Regions from separate parts of the Cydia pomonella genome. Here region 2 is linked to region 1. Evidence: chromatin contacts called from public Hi-C data. All regions are on one chromosome and are shown on one strand. Each heading gives the region's core, a stretch centred on a gene start, on an enhancer-like site or on the middle of the called end of the contact. The rest is flanking DNA. Distances are from core to core; before and after follow the strand shown. Region 1 holds the start of LOC133518906 (ubiquitin carboxyl-terminal hydrolase isozyme L3). Region 2 holds the start of LOC133518904.

Region 1 (4,508 bases), core at 832-3,331:
CTCTCCAGAGTAGCGCTAGACTAGCTAAAAATCTAGGCGTTATTGATGGAGTGAAGTGCGCTGTCTATGATTTGTTTTTTTTTTTCAAGTATTCTAGGTATTATAGCTATAGCGCCACCTATTTAAGGTGTTTTGATGATACTTTTTGGTATATGGAGATTCCATTCCTTAATATTTCAAAATGGTGTGAACCAGTGACAAGTAAGAGTCAATTGATACTCTTTTATAAGCTTGTCATAAATAAAATTAAGAATAGTCAAAATATAAGCATAATAATAAACATAAATAATGATCCTTACAAAATATACACCAAAGAGTAAAGTAAGTATATGATATACACACAAACTTTTGTATCATATCATTTGCCTTTTCTCAGATGTGCTGCTGCGTGTGCTCAAATGTGTGTGTTTTAACCCTTTAATCTAGTGCAGAAGAAGGATGGTAGTGAGTTCAAGCCTCCCTTAAAGCTCAATGATCAATATGAATGATTCTGGTTAGGAAAAACAATGCCAAAATAGGGTCTAAAATTATTTTGGATATCAGCAGATTTAGCCACCCTTTTCTTTTTCAATGAAGCAATTCACACCCTCTTCCTTATCTAAGTATGATTGGTTGGGATTTTGAGAACTCCTGTAAGATTATTCTACTAGGAAAACACTCATGCATATTGTAAATTGTGCAGAAAGTAAGTAAAGCATCTATCTATTGCTAACATACTATGGTGACACATTTTTCTAAAAAATAATCTCATTTTGTATTCATGAAAAACTTACCCTATTCAACGATCCAAGATTAAGATAGTAGCATATTAAAAATGTATTCCATGTTAGCCACATAAAACTCCATATTGCATACTGAAAAAGAAATAAAATAGTCATAGCATAGCAGAGCACAACTTAAGGCTAGAAATCTGTAACATGTACATAAAAGAGTGTACTTGGTTTTTTAAATATATTGGAATTATAACATTTTTTTTAAATCTATTTATCATAAAGGTACATAACTTAACTTTATGTTAACCGTTTGAACGCCACGCCTATCGTATGCGGCGCGTAATCGTGAACCTTGTCGGTACGCATGAAGGTTGATATTGGGCTGTAGCCGCGCGCGTCATATGACGTCTTTGGCGGTCAAAAGGTTAAAGTACCAGTGACTATTTGGTTAATTCAGGTTAATTTCAAAGCAATATTATTAGAGTAAATTATCCAGTAATTATTTTTTACCTATTCTTAAATTCATTTATACTAAATTTATTTTCTTCCCTGAGCAGGCTGATTTCATTAAAAAATACTTATAAATTATTTTGAAGCAACACATTTGAAATTGAAACAACACTAATATATTGCAGACTGTGATCCATAATGTATTAGTATAGGTACAATTAGGTTGATACAATATTTTATGTAACTATGAGCACCCATAAAAAGCAAATTTGTAATATGTAATAATAGTGCAGTTAAAATAGGTCAGTAACATACCAATTTATTAGTCATCTATATAAACAATAGGCAAGGAAATGACTCAGGCCACTTACCGCTATTAGGTACTTCGTGATGTATTGAACTGCTCCAAAGGATCCAAATATTATCAGAAGAATATTCACGAAATTAGCGATTATGGGTACCCACATAAAACCTAAGAAGTCAAACACTTGTCGTTGTACGGTGATGATCTGCAAAGGTAAATCGATATTAGTGCATTGAAACTATAACTTATCATATCAATTTAGAAATTACAAATAAATACATACCAATTCTATAATACAAACAGTCAATAACAACCCTCTTAACTCGCAAATAGCCATTATTTATAAATCAGGTACGCTTTTACTATTTTCCATAAAAGTTTCGTTGTTCTTTATTGTAATATATATATTTAAAAATAAACGAAGCCATACTCAGTCTAAAACGATTACAATAAAGGACAAATTGTACATATAAATAAATTAAAACAAGAATAATTAATAGGTAACATAACGTAACTACTAGCAAAGTGTAGTAGGAAATCATAGATTACAAAGGTTTTTTTTTATGAAATTGACAGTTATTACATCGACAATATAGTCATGTATTTGATTTTTTTTGTTCTTTTTTTATAGCCTTAATAGACAAGTGTACAGTACCGTACTGCGACTTCAGTGTGGGTGTAGTCCGCGTTTGATCAATCATGCAATTATCATAGGGTGTGTGAGGACTTTTATCTCTTATACCATAGACTATACCCTATACTAGACCATGACTAAGCTCGAAAATTGACAGATTTACGTACACTATCTGTAGCATTAACAAATTAAGTTTCTGCGAGGGTCTTTTGTATCGATCCATCATCTTTTATAGCATTGGAGAAGGAACAGGGGAACGGGTTCTCAGCTCATTAAATTACAATCGGTATGTGTTTTTTTACACTTTTTGATCCATACCGAAATGCATAACCTTAACATTAAAAACACACTTTTAAAACAAACAAAAGACGCCGGTAACCTTAGACTTATTACTTTTTCAGAACAAGAAAAAATGGCATCCGAGAATCTGATTCCGCTGGAATCTAACCCGGAGGTTATGAACAAATTCCTTCAGAAGCTGGGTGTACCAAGCAACTGGTCGATTGTTGATGTAATGGGACTGGACTCCGAAATGCTCTCCTGGGTGCCTCGCCCTGTGTTAGCCGTGATGCTGCTTTTCCCGATATCCGAGAAATACGAGCAACACAAACAGCAAGAGGAAAGTGATATTTTGTCTAAAGGGCAAGAAGTTTCTAGTAATATCTTTTATATGAAACAAAATCTAAGCAATGCTTGTGGAACCATTGCCTTGGTACATAGCGTTGCTAACAATACTGATAAGATCCATCTGAATGATGGTGTAATGAAAAAGTTTCTAGATGAAGCTAAGGGGCTGGATGCAGCGGCTCGTGGTGCTCTGTTGGAGAAGACTGAGGGTATTATCAATGCTCATAAGGAATTGGCACAGGAGGGCCAAACAAACACTCCTAGCGCTGAAGATCCTGTTAATCATCATTTCATTACATTTGTTCACAAAGATGGTGCATTATATGAACTGGATGGGCGCAAGGCTTTTCCGGTTAACCATGGACCAACAACTGCTGACACTCTATTAGATGATGCAGCCAAAGTTTGCAATGAGTTCATTGCCAGAGACCCAGAAGAGGTCCGCTTCACCGTAGTTGCTTTAACTGCTACTGACTGAGCATTTTAAACTTTTACCAATTTTTAAACCTACCATAATTCAAAAGACTGTAGGTCATTTTCAAGCAATGTGCTTCAAATGTTAAGCTATAAAGTATTCTTGTAATAAATTTAATAAAAAAAACTGCAATGCTAGGCAAGGCAAGCTTTTGTGATACCAATTAAATATTTATTTATACATTTGTGTTTTATTTCTTATTCCTAACAAACATACAAAGTTAATATTAATAGCTGGGTCCACACAGAGCGAGCATACACACGAGGCAATTTTCTCACGCACAAACCAGCCAGTGTAAACGTGCATCGGCCGAGGCGGCGCGTGCGTTTTCTTCGCCCGAGCACACTGCCTCGGCCGAGGCACGTGTACACTGGCCGGTTTGTGCGTGAGCCTTGCCTCGCGCGTATGCTCGCTCTGTGTGAACCCGGCTAATTAAGTAAGGGGATCAGTTATTGTCAGAGCAAAGACAAATCTGAAAAATAATATCAACTTTGTGTTAAAGACAGTACAGGGGTCACTAAATGGCAGACCGTGGTCCGCACCGGACCACCAAGTTATATTATCTTTTTAATTATTAAAAAAACTCAAGTTAGCTAAAACGGACAATGACTAATTTTATTTAAAAAAGTTGACCCCTGAAGAAACTAATGGTGATCCCAGTTATAGGGTGTTTATATAAATTAGAAATAAGTATTATATTCTATTTCATTTATTAAATTTCTTGCTATAATATGTACACAGTAAGTACACAAAAACATCAATATGATAAGATAATCCAATCTGGCATACATCACAATGCTCCAGTCATCTTAGGTGGAATGGATATGATTTCTAATAGCAACAATATCTAGTGTACTGGATACATAATAATTCTAGTATTACATATGAAACAGAATCTTGGTTGGGCTACATGTGCTGTATCTGTCAATATAAGTAAACTTTAATATAAAGTAACAATGTTTAATATATACATACTTAATCTACAATTTATTTTATATACAATTTACAATAGGTAGGCAATTAGTAATTCATGTTATGGAATGTATTCATTAGAACTAACACGCATATGCTTATTATAAAATAAAAACATGTATGTATCTATTTAGGTATTTCACCCAATGTCATGGGATGGAACTCTATCCGTTCCAGCGAGTGAGATAGAGAGAGCCCTCTGACAGACAGTTGCCTTTAATATAAAACTTTTGTACCACAGTCTGTTTATTTTATTTACTTGGCTAGTCATTATAAATATTATAATAAGAAAATATTACATAATTATTTAGACGTAAAATTTGATAGTAATTA
Region 2 (4,328 bases), core at 221-2,720, 240 kb after region 1:
ACTTGCACTATCCTCCTGAGTCCCAGATTCTTTAGATTTGATTTTGAATTTGCAACATACCTAATATAGAATACACAGATAATTCTTACTATTTTCAGTAAAGCAAAAGTCAAGTGTGTTTAACATTAAAGACGAAAAGATTCAGCACATTGGTAACTGTATTATAGTAATCATTTTTAAGGAATAATCTTTATTGTGTTGAGCTCATTATTTGACAGCTCCCCAATACTTGCGAACGCTAAGCGGCGCTGCCATCGTGCATAGGTGTGCTATTTGTGTGCCTTTAATATTTCAAGAGTACTGCCATAAGTTCAGGATACATAGATATAAACAGAAGTTAATTGGTCTAGAACTTGTTTGAGGAAACCTATACCTCTTTTGTACAAGCAACATACTAAATTAATAAGTAAAAAAGGAATGTATTGTATAAAAAAAAGGATAATTCAGAGATTATAATTATGTTCTAGTTGATAACAAAATTATAGTTATTTAGTAAAAGCTTGATAATTGAATATTGCTAAATTTGTTAAAATGTACTTACATAAAAGATATAGAAAATGAAAATGATATATTTGGTCCATGCTCCATCTGAATAGAAGAGTTCTCCATAACAAAGACACCTGCCGGGTTCTTTGTATCAAACTTGCCCATCTCACTTATTTTGAAGTAGAACAAGTAATTGTTGATGAGCCGAAACCACCTCTCCTTGAACACTGAAAGATTGATTAAATGAGCCTAATTACTAAAACAAAGAATATTATTGAGTAGATACTAAAAGGATATTTTTTTTATTATTTATTTCTTAATATTATGAAGATACAAACAAATACAACTGGTTTACCATGCCACTCAGAAATGGTTAATTATAGATTATACTTGAAAAACCATATTGCAAGTTGTTTAGTCTTTCAAAATAACATTTTAATACAGATGATCGACATTGAGAATGGAACTTTGTCCTGTCTATTCTCATAGTAATAAGTAGCACTTTTACCTGCTTGATTGCGATAACCCCCATTAGAGACTTTTTTGTAGTTTAATCTCCCCTCAATAACACAAGGCTGGTCGCTCAGGTGAGCGAGTTCACGGACGTTGCATTTCATGAGGACAAGCAGTAGAACATCACTCTCAGCTAAAAAGTTACCCTTCAAACACTAGTTTCATTTTGTTTGATAAATGTATTGTTACTGTAATTCATAACAAGCATTTAAACTATGTTTTACATACTTAACTTAATTATTATAATTTTCGTTTATTTTTGTAGATGATTGTCCTATGAAATTAAATTGACACTCAATTGACAGTGACGTGAGACGTGTAGTGTTGTCATGTTTTATTTACAAAGAAGTAACTGAATTTAAGATATTAATAAACGGTCGAACACGTCGATCATGTCCGAACATGGTCCGAACTGAAACAATCTAGTCACAGACTCTACAGGAGACATGACGATCAAAATGTTTGATAACATGATGATAAGATGGTTGTGGATGATAATTTCTGATCTGGGGGTTTACCGCGAAAACCGAAATTCGCAAATTGGGGGATCTTTCTCTTTTACTCTTACTAAGACGTAATTAGAGTGACAGAGAAAAATGCCCGCAATTGACGAACTTCGATTTTCCCGGTAGGAGCCCTGATTATATTCAGAATTTGATAGCCTTTGACCAAGCTAAACGAAGGCAGCGATTTTGATAACACAAACTGTGCAAGTGTTATTTAATCATCATAATTTCATAGAAGTTTGACTTTTAAAATAGCGCTTGCAGTCTTTGCTATCAAAATCACTGCCAACTTAGTTTGGTCTAACTTTAGTTAATGTCATCTAGCGTCCACAAGTACACAATTTCATAATGGGATCAACGAACTTATTGTGTCTAGATCACACAATTAAACTAAGAATTTAAACAGATTGTACGAAAAATTGTCCTGTCTGGATACTCCTTAAGAACGAAGACAGAGTGTGTCTGAGTGACAGAGAGCGAGATACCAATACGTATGGAGTGTGGAATTAAAAGTACTGAAATCTCTTATGGTACAACTGTTGCAAAAGTGTGCAGAGGGCCTACCGCGAAAACTGAAATTCGCAAATTAATAAGTCGTAATTGGAGTAACAGAGAAAAATTCCCGCAATTATTGTCAGCTATAAATAATAGTTCTAAAATTTAGAATCTAAATCTCTCTAGAGGTTATATTGTATGTCTATGCTCTAGAGTAGCGCTAGAGTAGCTAAGAACTAGTACTTGGTCTTGATATACGAGGTTTATGCAACCTTCTTAATGTCGTATTCATGCCTTTAAATTGTACCAATTTTATAGTGACATCTGGTGATGTAGTTTGCACAATCGGTAGTCAACTTTGCGCAAAAGTAGGTTATCGGATCCCATTAATAGAAATTGCCGCTACCTTTACTAATGTTAACTACGTTTCTAAGTGCCGCCCCCCTGGGTATTATAGCGCCACCTATTTAAGGTTTTTTGACGCCACTTTTCGGTACATGGAGATTCCATTCTTACCTCCACCTTCCATACCAATACGTAACGGCCATGGATAGGCTATGGTATCAAAGAATACAATACTCACAGGATGATATAGTAAATTTTTAGGGTTCCGTACCCAAAGGGTAAACAGGATCCTATTATTAAGTCTCCGCTGTCCGTCTGTGACCAGGCTGTATCTCGTGAACCGTGATAGCTAGACTGTTGAAATTTTCACAGATGATGTATTTCTGTTGCCGCTATAACAAATACTAATAAGGGTTCCGTTTTTTGCCATTTGGCTACGGAACCCTAAAAAGTACGGAATCCTCGGTGGACGAGTCCGACTCGCACTTGTCCGATTTTTCATTTCTGCCTATTCCCACTAAAAGCCTGAGTCCTGAGTGACACTTCGAAACCACAAATATAGGTTCTTATTATTGTAATATCACGAAATATAGAGTCTGTTCGGAAAGAGAAGAGTTGTGGAATGTATTAGGCCCCATACATTCCACCACTCTTTTCTTTCCGCACAGACTCTAGTAAATTTTACTGTAACGTTTGAAACTTTATTTTGTAGAAATTTGCCCATTTTTATTTTATGCTATGTTAGATCTAAGAGATGAGATTAGGCTGTTTTACTACTAACCAATGTTACCATGTAAGTACCACAAAGTATTTGGTTCCTACAATAATGTGAGCATCAATGCAATGAAAAACACAATGAGTATAATTATTAATTTATTTTAACTTTTAGTACAAAATAAAACTAGTACACAGGGATACATCTCAAACCTAGCATTTGCAATGTTGAATAGTCCGAGCCTTACCACAATAAGTCTTCTCATTTGTACTATTTTAGACACTATGACCTCACACAATAGCTCATTTCCCCATCAAAAAATAAAACTTAGCCAATCCTGAATAATGTTATCACTCTCTGAGAGTATAATTGGTCAACACATGTTGACATAACACTAACTTACAACACACTAAAGTATTCTTCAAATACATAATTTTGAGGTTTGGAGCGGCATTAATGAGTTTTCAGGCACAATCAAACCAGTGCAGTCCAATGCTCAAAATACAAAAACGACACCTGAAAAACAGATTATCACCAAATATTTTACAGCTGTACTTGTAGCGTGTAATATAAGAGTCGTTTCTGTATTACAAACATTAAATCTTGAAAATCTCATTCACTAAGCCCAATATCGTTCATGGTCTCTGATTATTACCAATGTACATGTTACTATAATCACCCATAACATCACACAACAGTGTTGTGGCAATTTTTACCTGTAACAATAGGTAAATTAAAGGTGCACATCCAATTGAATTCAATGAAGTAATAAAACAACTTCTGAATTTCGAAATGAATATGCTACACAATGGTATAACATATATATATAATAAAGGTTAGTTTTGTCAAGAATGTTATAACAAAAACTACCTATCCCATTGTTACATAAACTCGCAGAATTCTATCAAAATATTAGATTTACAAAATATTTCGCTTGCTAGACATCTCTTCCAGTATGGAACTCTTAATTCTAGAAGGCGGATTAGTCCAAGTGGGCGAAATTACTTAATTGTGTCTGTCCGTTTAGTTTGATCCATGGCCTAGCGCTTAAAGTGAGAACGTCCACCGAACGTCGACCGCCGCAAGGCGCCGTGTTTGTGTTCGGTGCACGACTCGGAGCCGAAAAAGCAGTGTGGACGCGACCTGTTCATAAACATTTAACACGCGTATTACCTACTTGTATTGTTTTTAAGTTCTTACGCGGAGACAAGATTAACGTCAATAAAGTATTTTTATTAGGAAAATATGTATTTGTTTTAATATCAGCA

What was found. Hi-C and Micro-C count contacts between places; a contact is called where the count stands out from the background.
Region 2: a Hi-C map of whole body shows a contact between it and region 1, with 9 times the contacts expected there. The contact joins the promoter of LOC133518904 here to the promoter of LOC133518906 in region 1. A contact is called at or near these places in 2 of 2 Hi-C or Micro-C datasets (both in whole body).

What each region holds. Positions count from the first base shown.
Region 1 is chr6:9,663,390-9,667,897 of ilCydPomo1, forward strand. It overlaps LOC133518906 (ubiquitin carboxyl-terminal hydrolase isozyme L3), which reads left to right and starts at 2,082. Exons shown (of 2, transcript XM_061852686.1): 1 at 2,082-2,387; 2 at 2,503-3,383. The coding sequence starts at 2,514. The coding sequence ends at 3,206. It overlaps LOC133518903 (sodium/potassium-transporting ATPase subunit beta-1-interacting protein 4), which reads right to left and starts at 1,989. Exons shown (of 5, transcript XM_061852683.1): 1 at 1,751-1,989; 2 at 1,535-1,672; 3 at 774-854. The coding sequence starts at 1,804. It overlaps LOC133518902 (major facilitator superfamily domain-containing protein 12-like), which reads right to left. Exons shown (of 9, transcript XM_061852682.1): 9 at 3,897-4,508.
Region 2 is chr6:9,899,921-9,904,248 of ilCydPomo1, forward strand. LOC133518904 reads right to left here and starts at 1,471. Exons shown (of 4, transcript XM_061852684.1): 1 at 995-1,471; 2 at 542-713. The coding sequence starts at 1,103. It overlaps LOC133518910 (histone-lysine N-methyltransferase, H3 lysine-79 specific), which reads right to left. Exons shown (of 17, transcript XM_061852694.1): 17 at 3,202-4,328.